Linked DNA regions of Mus musculus: region 1 is linked to region 2. A link is a contact called in public targeted proximity ligation data. All regions are on one chromosome and are shown on one strand. The core of a region is the stretch at or near the end of the contact, and the rest is flanking DNA. Distances in the headings are between cores, read along the strand shown. Region 1 overlaps Fads3 (fatty acid desaturase 3). Region 2 holds the start of Myrf (myelin regulatory factor).

Region 1 (5,869 bases), core at 1,676-4,175, 180 kb before region 2:
TGGTTGTCCTCTTTCCCACCCTCCCTAGAGTCCCTCTGCCCTCAAGTCAGGGTTGTCCGGAGTCCTAGAGTATTTTGTAATTGCCTCTGCAAACAGGGACAGGGTAGGCTCAAGGGCAGGAATGTGTAAGGCTGGTTCCTTACCTACACAAGGGACAAGGGAGGTGGGAGATGGCCAAGAGCCAGGCAGCAAGGGACTGAATATGAATAGGGCCTTGTGGGAGCTGTGAGCTCAGCTCAGTGTGAGGTGAGCACTTATAACCTATGGGTGTTCCTCCTCTTCTCCACCCACACCACTTGGGTAACCCATCCCTGTTCCCCCATGCCCTTGTGTTCCCTTCTTGCAGTTGGCCCTCCGCTGCTCACCTTGGTGAACTTTGAAGTTGAAAATCTGGCGTACATGCTGGTGTGCATGCAGTGGACGGTGAGTAGGTACTGCTCAGGACCCCAGGCATGTAGCTTTCTGGGAGAGTGCTTCAGGCGAGAGCACTCTCCATCCCTGAGGGTGAATGAGTGTATGTGTGTGCATTGATGTGATTTGTATGCACTGTGGAAGAGCCCTCCTGGCCCCCCCTGGGTAGAATCACTGGATTGACTGACAAGCATCTGTGTCCCAGGCACAGGCTACCCTAATGCACCCTTCAAGGTCACTGCCACGGTCAGTCCTACCTGGTGATAAGGTGTGGACCCCTGTTCTTTTACTCAGCCATAGTAGCAGAAGCCCATTGAGGGGCAGAACCCTGAAGCAAATGAGTTGAATGAGCCCAGCCCTTCCTCCTGCCTCCCAGGTCCCCAGCCCATGGAGGCTACTCAACACTGCCTCTATCCTCCTCGCAGGACTTGCTGTGGGCTGCCAGTTTCTACTCCCGCTTTTTCTTGTCCTACTCTCCCTTCTATGGTGCCACTGGGACACTGCTCCTCTTTGTTGCTGTCAGGTATGCCCAGACTCAGAGTGACGGGGAGTTGGGAGGTCTCACACAGGTGGCAGGGGACCTCGACCACAGCCCTCCTTGTTCAGTCTGTTGTCCCTCTGCAGGATGGGTGGCAGCACCACCTCTTCAGGTGCCTGCTGTACATAATCAAACACTAGCAGAGCGGCCAGACCCTGGGGCTGGCAGGTCTGAGGAAACAAGCTCGGCTTGGCCGCGGCTCTGTGGGTGACCCTCTTGAGAAAGGTTGGCATGGGCTTAGCCTAACTAAGGACGCTGTAGTACTGAAGCCTTCCTCACAGGGTGCTGGAGAGCCACTGGTTCGTGTGGATCACGCAGATGAACCACATCCCCAAGGAGATTGGCCATGAAAAGCATCGGGACTGGGCAAGCTCTCAGGTAGGAACTGGAGAGCCTGGTGGGAGGATATGCTAGCCGGGGAGGGACCAGGCCCTGCTGAGGCTGCCAGGTGGTGGGGTCAAGGTTCTAAGCCAGCGTCTCTCCCTTGCACCTCTCCTGACCCTGCAGCTGGCAGCCACCTGCAATGTGGAACCTTCGCTCTTCATTGACTGGTTCAGCGGGCACCTCAATTTCCAGATTGAGCACCAGTGAGTGTGGCCTGGAGGGCTTGCTGGGTGAGACCAAAGCCAGGGCTCAGGACTCCCCTCTGAGGGATCCCTGGAAGATGAGGTGAGGCATGGTTCAGCTCCCTACTCAGATCTGCCTGCCTTTCCAGCCTCTTCCCCACGATGCCAAGGCACAACTACCGGAGGGTGGCCCCCCTGGTCAAGGCGTTCTGCGCCAAGCACGGCCTACACTACGAGGTGAAGCCTTTCCTCACCGCTCTGGTGGATATCATCGGGTAAGGCTGTACCTGGGCCCCTCAGGCTGCATGTACTAGTCTCTTCGAAGGCTCCATGCTTACTCCTGTACTGATCTTCTGTACGCCTGCCCTCAGAGGGGGCCCTTCCTAAGAACTGACTTCCTAGAGCTTTCCTGATTAGCCAGTGCTCTCCTTTCCCCACAGCATGGAGGACTTACTCATGCAGTTTTACAAATATGGCAGTGAGTCAGACAGTCTGAGATGTTCCTGTGTCCTGGGAGCTGGAGCCTATGTTCTAGTTGAAACAGAAAGCAAGCACTGTAGGGCTGGGGAGAGGGGTCAGTGGGTAAAGTGCTTTCCTTGTAATTGATGAGGACCTGAGTTCGAATCCCCAGCACCCATGTAAAAATCCAGGAATGGTGGCATGTGCCAGTACTGTCATCCCAGGACCGGAAGGCAGAAATAGGGATTCCTGGGACTTACTGGCCAGTGAGCTTTAGGTTGAGTGAGAGACAAACACACATAAACACACATTGAGTGGGACGAGAAGGAATGTTAGTGGTTAGCCAAGGAGCACATGACAGAGCGTGAGAACCTTTTTAATAACACAATGAGAATGAAAACCTAGTCTGGAGGCAGGAGAGGGGATGCAGAGGGCAGGTAGAGTGTGGTATTGTTTATGGCATAGCAGGTGTAAAGTATGGCAAAGGTGATGTGTAAGCAGAGGCGAGAAGCAGGGAGACAACTGGCCACTGGGTAGAGGGCACCTAGCTGAAGAGTATTCCAGATAGAGGCCCTGGGACAGGAGTGTGCTGATTTGTGGGAGGGCCACTAAGTGGAGGAGAGACCACCTGGCTTTCAAATGTGGCAAAGATGCCCTAAATGGACATGCATTCTGAGCAAGGGTGAAAGCAGAAATGGTAAAGCTAAAGTGCCTGTACTTGTCCGGGCTCAGTTCCCAGAAGTAGCCTTGGAAGTGGGAACAGAGGTTGGATACTCGACCTGCAGACACCTATATAGTGTTCTTTTCCTGGCCTCAGTACTTGTCTTTGGCATCCTGATGGAGCAGCTTCTGTGTCCCACATTTTTGGGTTGCAGAGTCCAACAGGGAGAGGCAACAGGGTGAACGATGGCCAGGCCCACTGAGGCTCACAACTGGACTTGGCCACCTGCCACTCACCTCCTTGTTGCAGTCCAGATTCCACTCTGGTTAATGAGTACCTGGCCTCACACAGCTGCCTGTCCCGAGCAGGGAGGGGGGCGCGCGGGGCGGGGGACTCACAAGAATGTCTTCACTCTAACACTCCTTATGGGACACAGGGGGATACTAATACCTCCCAGTTGAGTCTCTGATCCCCATCCCCACCTCTCAGGTCCCTGAAGAAGTCTGGCGACATCTGGCTGGATGCATACCTCCATCAATGAAGGCAGCACCCTTATGGGTGGTGAAGGGGTAAGGGTCCAGACTCCAGCAGTCACCGAGTCACTGGGCAAGATTGACAGTCATCCTCACCCCCTGCTGGGGCAGCCTGTCTGCCCGCCTGGTCCTGCTGGCTTTCCTCAGTCCTCAGCATTTTCTGGTCAGCAATCCTATGGCCATGGCACATGTCCAACAGGACCAGGGTGGAGGGAACATACTTAAAATGACACGGTGAGCATAGCATGTTTTCCTAGAGCAAGAACTGGAAGGAAAACTTGTTATTTTTATATAAAAAGCAACCCAGACACATGGAGCCAAGTGTTGGACTTTCATGAATTTTGGAGCCAAATCTGCTTCAGACTTGGTGGAAGGGCCATCATTGTGGAGCTGGGATGGAATGTAAGGAGTTCCTCTCCACCCTGGGTGCTCTGGGTCATGGAGGCAACAGCTACTCTACCCCATGGTTTGTTCCTACACTGAGCAGCATCCCGGGGGGAGTTATGTACTCAAGAGCCTATGGTTAAGGATCACATCTGCAGGAGCCTCTGGATTATGGGATGGGAAAGCCTATATATCTATACTGGCTTTCTACAGCCCTCTATGCAGGAGAGCCCAGTAGTGGGAGCTCTGCTACACTGGGTATTGCATAACAGTTGTGCTGAATATGCAGTGACTCAAGTGTGGCCATTCTGTCCCTAAGTCCTTTAAATATAAGGACTATTTCTTGAGCAGGAACTAACCTCTCACTTGGCCTCAGGATCTTCATCTGGACAATGGGTACAGTTGACAGTTGACTGCACTATCAACCTTTGAACAGCTCAAGGCAGAAGTTTTGCTTTATCTTGATTCTCTCCCCAAAGTGTTAAGGATGCTCCCTTCAAGCTAAGCACTGCAATCTGGGAAGGCACCCCTTCCCTAGTGCTTTACATCCAACTCAGTGCTGTAGGCATGCTAGGCAAGTACTCTACTACTGTCCTAAACCCAAGTTTGGTGAGAGAGGAGAGGGGACAGTGGACTCTGTCAGCCCCAGCACCGACACCCCATGGCTCCAAGCTGGGCTACAGATCTTTAAAGAGGTCTCAGAAGCTTTAGGCTGTAGCAATCCCAGCAGAAATGCTAAACTGGGCATCTCCTGTAGGAGCTGAGGCCTCATCACCAGCTGTGGGGACTACCCCACCCTCTCTCCACTCCCTGTGGCCTCCTTGCCTAGGGGAGTACCAGTGAAGCCTCCTGGATAAAGCGAGGGAAGGAGAGGTCCCATCGCGTCTGGGTACCTCCCTTGCTCTGTTCCATTCAGCTCTCCCTTCCCTGGGATTAGGTGGATGGGGCTAAGTCACGTGTCTGCTAGGACTTAAGGCTGCTTGACCTCAAGGAAGGAATTCAAGCTCTTAAATCCAAAGTAAATCCAAAGTGTCGCTTTCAACGCGATGAGAAATAAAAAGGATGCCCTAGAAAGGCTTGCGCCAAAAGGCAGAAATGTATTTAAAAGCTTTATGCGTATGACCCCATGCCTCTGGGCTAAACTGTTTTGTTCTCTGAGACAAGCCCTTTGCTTTCTCTGGACTTTATTTTCTTCCTCAGGTAAGGGCTGAAGATCCCTTGAAAGCTACTTCTAAGCCCTGTTATATATACTTGTAGTCCAAGGTACTTAACAGAAGGATCACAAGTTCAAAGGCAGCCAAGGCGACTTATTAAAATCCTGTTTGAGATGATAATAAATATTTTAAGGGTCTGGGGATGTAACTCAGTAGGAAGTCTTCTAGCATGTGTTCGCCGAGTCAAGCTCTAACACACACACACCACTACTTCTTGCCTCAAAAGCAAATTTCTTATACCCAGAGTGTATCACACCATCTTTCTGTACTTCCGTTCCCTGCAGAAGTCCCCTTTCCTATCCAAACTTTGATGATCCTAGTCCCACATAGATATGGCATTCCCTCAGCATACTGTCTGAAAGCACTTGGTCTCCACTCTGGCAAAGTCAGATTTCTGTTGGTGTCTCTGACGTGCTTAGAGATGTGTCTTGCTCAGAGGAAATCACCCAGCCTGCAGCACCATCCACGGGTATCCACATGACTGACTGCAGCTTGGACTGTGTTTCATGCTGCCCCTAGTGGTAGCCATGGGGAATGTGCTCTTTCCCTCCAAATCCAGAGTTATCCAATAAAATACCCTGCAGAGACCCCTGCCTTTAGGTCTCTTCCTTCTACCCAGAGCCCATTACTGATAGGTCATTTTTGTCCCACCTTCCCCTGTCATCTATGCTATAGCTCCTGGCAGTGGGTCACCTCCACTCACCTGAGTCCGTCTTCCTGTAGAGATCACAGACCACACTTATCAAGAGGACAGGAAAAGGCCATGGTAGTACCTTTGAAAGACCCCACTGTCTCCCTTTCTATTTTCTGTCCAACAGTCCTGAATCCAGAAAGAAAGGTTCCAGAGGGAAGTCACGGCTTGTTTGTCCTTTCGGTCAACCAATAGCTAAGAGACTCCAGTGGCCAGCTCCCACGAACCAGCCTCTGCCTTTGTGGGTGCGGCTGGCGGTGGGGAGATAAAGGCCTTGCGAAAGAACGATGTGTAAACATACTTTGTCCTTAAAACATACTGTGTTCTTAAAGACACCAGTACTTTCCAAGCCCTGTTTCCTGTTACTAGCTCCCTTTAGGCATTATTAGCTCTTGAACCAAATGGTTTGAAG
Region 2 (5,816 bases), core at 1,799-4,298:
GACCTCTGCCACTGAGTTCTATGTGCCAGGTGAGAGAAAAAAAAAAGAAGTCTCAGAGAGGCTCTGCTTAGGACCACACAGCTCTCAGTGTCCCTGCATGAATCAGCCTTTGGGGTCTTGGTCAAGTCCTGTGAAAATGACTTGGCTCTAAGAGGTCAAGGCCCCCCTCCCTCAATCAGCAGAAGAGCAATATAGCATCCCCTAGACCCAGTTACCTGCTGGGAGCCAATGCATCCTGTCTGAAGGGTCCTCTCTCTACAGGCCTTGTGCCTTCTACTCTGGACGGCTGGTGCCTATCTCCAGGGGATTAACTGGGAAGTCACGGGGACCCAGCTGTACCAGCCTCGAGGGGGACGCTCTGTCCCAGCCTCCCACCAAAGGCCCAAAGCGCCTTAGCCCCCAGTCTCACTATCTACCCAGAGCAGGGCAGGACATGCCTCTGTGTGCAGAGCTAGTGGGAGCCATGACAGAAGAGACTCTTCTTTAGATTGCTCCTTCAGCAAGGGCCAGTCTGTCTCCCAGCCCAGAACCCAAACCACGGAGATTTCTACCCACTGCCTAGAGGGAATGGCTGAGGCCATGTGGGAATCTGGATGAGGACTTGAGGGTGGCCATTTGAGTGTGAGAGCATACACTACTACCTGAGGCTGAGGAATGACTCAAAACATCCACAAAACAAGGTTTCACACCTCCTAGTAGGGGCGCACTCATGTTTATGAGCACACCACTGCTCTATGCTTTCTCCCTTCCAGTGAGAACTTCCATTTCACCACCCAATGGATTCCCTGCCAAGGCCTTCCCCTCTCAGACTGCCTTAAGGACTTGAACCAGGTGTCCACCCACCCTGCCCCTATTCCCAGGTTCTGGAAGACTGCTGAATCCCGGCCCTCCTGAGCAGGCCCCACACCCCGCCTGCTCCCCACAGACATTCTTGAGTCTCCTCTTATCTCTCTGGAGGGAGCAGCCCAGCCTCCCTGCCAGGCAGCTGCATGGCTAAGCTGTGGCGTCAGCCTTCCATCCACCACCACCACCCCCCCACCTCAGGCCAAGAGGGAAAGTTTGGCTCAGAAGTGAGGAGTCCAGGCCAATTAGGCCCACCCCTGTGCCCAGAGCCCAGGTGGGGGTGGGGTGGGGGAGGGATACCTACATAAACCAAAGAGTCCTGGTTCATGGGTCACTAGGGGCACCAAGAATACACTAGGCACCCCCAATCAGTACTTGTACCCAACAAGGACCACTGACTTCTTTCTTCTTCTAGAATCTTTACTCACAAAGTCCCTGTGCACTCTTAGCCTATTGCCCAAAGTTGGGAAGCTCCCAGAGAGCTCCTGGACTGAGGGGTGGTGTCTTGCACCCTCAAATGGTATAGCTGCCTCAGACTTGATCACTGAATTTAGTCCAAGCCTAGCATTTTGCAGCCTCAAGACTTGTTCTGCCTGGGTGTTCAACATCCTAGAGTTAAGTTAACCTGAGACTGGAGCTGTCTTCTCCTGGGCTGCTCAGATGTAGGAGTGGATGGACAAAAGTATTCTGTGGTTCCCCACGTCATGGAAAGAGAAACGAATAAAGTCCTCTTCTTGCGTGGGGAAATCTCTCAGGAACTGGGCACTGGGCTTTAAACTTGGGTCTTGATTTTCCATCCTGCAACTCACAGTCCCAGCCTGGTATGTTGAGGGCAACAGGTTCTGCTCATGGAAGCCTCGACCAGTACTTAGGGGCAAGATGTTAGCTGAGGGACTAGGAAGAGGGTGAGGCAGGGAATAGTTTCTCAACATAGTGGGGATAGATACAAAAGGTGTTCAAGTGCCTCGGTCTCCAATAAGGGTCTGAGAAACCCAGCAGGCTGGGAGATGTCAGCCTGCACTTCCCCTCCCCCTCCTACACCAGCCCCTTCCCTCCTGAACCCAGCTTTCATGGGGGGAGGGGCAGGGTCTGTTCAGGAAAAGCTGAGGCAGTATTTAGACCAGGACCAGACTCTAAAATCAATGTGGGGGTTGGGAGGTGGGGGAGGTGAGGAAAACATATATAATGGAGCGTACATAGATCCTACTGGAGAAGTTCAGGTCAAGGTGAGGGGGGGACCAGGTCAGCTCCTGGGTCAGGTGTGAGGGACCCAACCCTGAGGCGCCTCATAGGGGCTGGTGGGGTGCCATTTACAGCATTGGAGGTCTCCTAGGGCAGAGGTTGCTGGTGACAGAGATGTCAGCCAGCTTCAAGGGAGTTCCATCTCTAGGAAATCACACTAAAGAGAAGGTCCTGCCCCAGGCAAGGAAGTAGTAGCTGCTTAGAGGAGCATTTATTTCAGCCTTAGTGGAGGAAGCAGCATTGCCCAAGACAGGTGACAGCCTCCAAGGATGTCTCAGCCTCCAGGAAGCACAGTCAGGAGGTCCCTGCTCCTAGAAGGTAGGCTAGGCTCTGGGGTCCCAGCCTTAAGGGAAAAGGGAAGTCCCAGGCTAGATGGAGTAAGAAAGAGGCTGGTATGGGTGGAGTACAGCGTCCTCAGACTAGAGAAGTGTGCTGAGGGTTGGAGTATCACCATTCAGGGACCGCAGGACCCGAAAGGCTTCGAGGAGAGCCGAGCACAGAAGGAACCCATCCCCAAGGAAGTTGAGTGTTGGAGGCCGATTCGGGGAAACCCAAGTCCAACGGGCTTGGGCAGACATCTAGAGACTCCCTATCTCGAAGCCATTCACCTCGCTGTTGCCAGTCTGAAGTAGAGTCCCTGCCAAAAAGGAGGCTTTCTGGAGGTCCTTTCTGGGTGCATGGTGGAAACCCCATGGGTCTCCTGTCCTCAGGGAGACTGGTTGGCCTATCCCAGAGCAGGAGGTTGATCGCCCAGCCAACCCCGCGGTCTCTCACCTTCGAAGAAGCGCTGCAGCGCTTCGGTCTCGTCCACCACCTCCATGGCCCGCCTGCCCGCCGCGTGCGCTCCGGCCGCAGCCCCGCTACAGCCTGGCCCGGGGGCGCGGCATCGCCGGCGCGGCCCGCGCGACAGTCCCGGCTGGGCTCCCGGTACAGTCCGGCCAGGCTCTCCTCACGCTCGCTCCCCGCAGCCCTAGCCCGGCCTCCGCCTGCCCCGCGCCCCGCCCGCCGCCCTCAGCGCCCTCTGGCGGTACGCCCAGAGCCGCAACCTCGGGTAGCAGGGTGCCGCGTCGTCTGCAGGGGGCGCTCGACGCGGCGGTGGTGTCCTGGGTACTGCCTTGCCTTAAAGTCTGTGGATTAGTCGCTTTTCACTCTTTTCTGGTATAGGTAGGGTTCCAGATTATGAATCTGAGGGTTTTCAGTACCAGATCTCAGAGATAGCTCCTATTCCTTTTCGTATTCACCCTATCCCAGGTAACAAAGGGATACTCTGTGCTAAGTACTCTATAGGTGTTAAACTCTGTTAATTCCGGCAGGTCTTTGTTAGGGAGGTACACACCCACTTCCCCACTCCCCACCCCCACCCCCCAAGGCCCAACGCACACCGAATCTATGTAGGTCTGGCCTTAAACTCAGAGAGATCCGCCTTCTTCCGCTTCCCTAGTGTTGAGAATAAAGGCATTTGCCACCTGTCTGGAACTATTACAATTTGCATTTACAGATGAGGAAGCTAAGGATTAATGAGTGCCCTCTAGAGAAGTGCTTCTACATAGAACTTTCTAGAATGGTGGAAATACTCTAGGTGTTGTCATTAGCCACAGTGGCAGCTGAGCATCTGAAATATGGCTCTGGGGATTGAGCTCCTGACTTTTCAGCTTTGTTTTATTTTAATTATTTTGAGCATAATTAGTTATGTGTGACCTTGGTAGTATTAGGCAGTACAGTTCAAGGTCAATAGGGTTCAGAGTTTAATGAGAGCCATTCTTTATTTTTCCTCAAGACAGGTTTTTCTGGGTAGCCATGGCTGTCCTGGAACTCACTCTGTAGACCAGGCTGGCCTTAAACTCAGAGATCTGTCTGCCTCTGCCTCCCAAGTGCTGGGATTAAAGGCGTGTGCCACCACCACTAAGAGTTATACTCTTACTCCCTGCTGCCCTACCTGATGTTTAATCTGAAATCACATAGGGATGAAACCATCGTGTCTCCTGTTTGGACTCTCACCTCCATCTTGCCCCCATTACACAGCATCTCTCCTAATGATTCCTCTACAGTCCTCCCAACTAATTCTTTATGAAGCAGAAGTCAGATCATACCACCATGCCTTTGGTAAAACCAGTGGTTTCTCCTTGCACTCTGACATCTAAACCTCTTGCCCTGGTTTCTCAGAAACCTGGCTCATCTCTCTCCACTTGTAACAATGACCTCAGCTTCAACTGCTTTCTGCGTGGCTCACTTAACCATTGCTACCAAGACCTTCTGCCATCACCCGAACATGCCAGGCCCACATCTGCCACAGGGCCATGGCACATGTTAGTTCATTTGTGATGCTTGCTCCCAAATGGCTAGTTCTTCTCAGCCACCAGACCTCAGTGCACACATCGGTATTCTTTTTTTGGGGGTGGTGGTGGTGGTGGTGGTTTCAAGACAGGGTTTCTCTGTGTAGCCCTGACTATCCTGGAAGTCACTCTGTAGACCAGGCTGGCCTCGAACTCAGAAATCTGCCTGCCTCTGCCTCCCAAGTGCTGGGATTAAAGTTGTGCACCACCACTGCCCAGCTTGGGGTATTCTTTCCAAAGCAGTTACTCCACCTCAACCTGTCTCACCCTCATAGGCGCGTAGCTCTGCATGTAGTTTCCATTAGTCTCCTTCTCAGGAAGGCCTATGAGGGCACTGCTATAACTTCAACACCAACCCCCCCCCACACACACACACACACCTCACACACAATAGGTACTCAAAAAGTACAGGTTGAATGTATGGAGAATGGCACCTGTAAACTTCAGAACCCTAGATCTAGGATTCTAGAATCCCAGACCCAGTAAATCACCACACTACAGAGTGGTTCAGGGCACATCCTCAGAGAACCCTTAGGCATAGGAAGTCAAAACCAGAAAGCTTTACCACTGTCTGGGAAAGATGAAACTGAGCAGCCTCCCGAAGCGTGGGGGAATATACCTATAACCAATGTACTTGGGAGGCTGAGGCAGGAGGATTGCAAGTGCAATGCCAGTGGGGGTTTACAAAGTCAGGCACACACACACACACACAACAACAACAACAACAGCAACAACAACAACAACCCAGAAGGCTGGGAAAACTTACTATCAAATCAAGATACCAACCTAGCCAGCTTAGAACTTTTGACTCTTTCTGGCAGTGGCTGCCAAACTAAGGTGGAGCACAAGCCCAGCTTTGCAGGGAGTCGAGTGAGACCCCCTGAGCTCTCCTATTCTCCCATCTGTCTCCCTTCTTCTCAGTGGCCAGCATGGGGGAAGGGCAGTCAGAGCCTGAGCTCCAGATGTGGCCCAGTCAGCAGGCTTGCGGTGGCCCTCCGAGGAGGACTTGGGGGAGGGGATGCCTAGGCTGGCGGGTGCCTCACAATGAGGTTTTGTCCCTCTGGGGGCGGTTCTCAGAGCTGCCTCTCTTAGGTATATAGAGTGAGATTTTGCTGGAGGCCCAGCTGTGGGCACTGACCACAGCTCCCTCTTTCCAGCCGGGGCCCCACCGAGAGGGGGAGAGGGCCACACTGAGCGGTCCATTCTTTTCCAGCTCTTGCATCCAGAGGTTTGTCTCCTCCGCAGACTCCCCTAAGACAATTGTTATTCTGCACTCCAGCCCCTCCTCCAACCAGGGTCAGGCCTGCCTACAGACAATGTGAATACCCAGTCATACCATGCAACTTTCAAAGATGAATTTATTTCCTTAGTTGCCTGCGACCTCTAGAGAAATAGCAT

What was found.
Region 1: a contact with region 2 is called in a targeted proximity ligation map of pancreatic cancer cells. A contact is called at or near these places in 7 of 39 promoter capture datasets (the C10 cell line, the HPC-7 cell line, cranial neural crest and 4 more), 4 of 484 Hi-C or Micro-C datasets (bone marrow-derived macrophages and embryonic stem cells), 8 of 130 datasets of targeted methods (bone marrow-derived macrophages, embryonic stem cells, extraembryonic endoderm stem cells and 3 more) and 3 of 9 other capture datasets (adipose tissue, liver and pancreatic islet).

The regions. Positions count from the first base shown.
Region 1 is chr19:10,054,761-10,060,629 of GRCm38.p6, forward strand. It overlaps Fads3 (fatty acid desaturase 3), which reads left to right. Exons shown (of 12, transcript NM_021890.3): 7 at 347-423; 8 at 837-934; 9 at 1,231-1,327; 10 at 1,457-1,536; 11 at 1,665-1,790; 12 at 3,125-4,911. The coding sequence ends at 3,176. Among named protein-coding and RNA genes, the nearest start is that of Gm29917, 9.8 kb to the left of the region's middle.
Region 2 is chr19:10,237,700-10,243,515 of GRCm38.p6, forward strand. Myrf (myelin regulatory factor) reads right to left here and starts at 3,049. Exons shown (of 26, transcript NM_001033481.1): 1 at 2,860-3,049. The coding sequence starts at 2,905.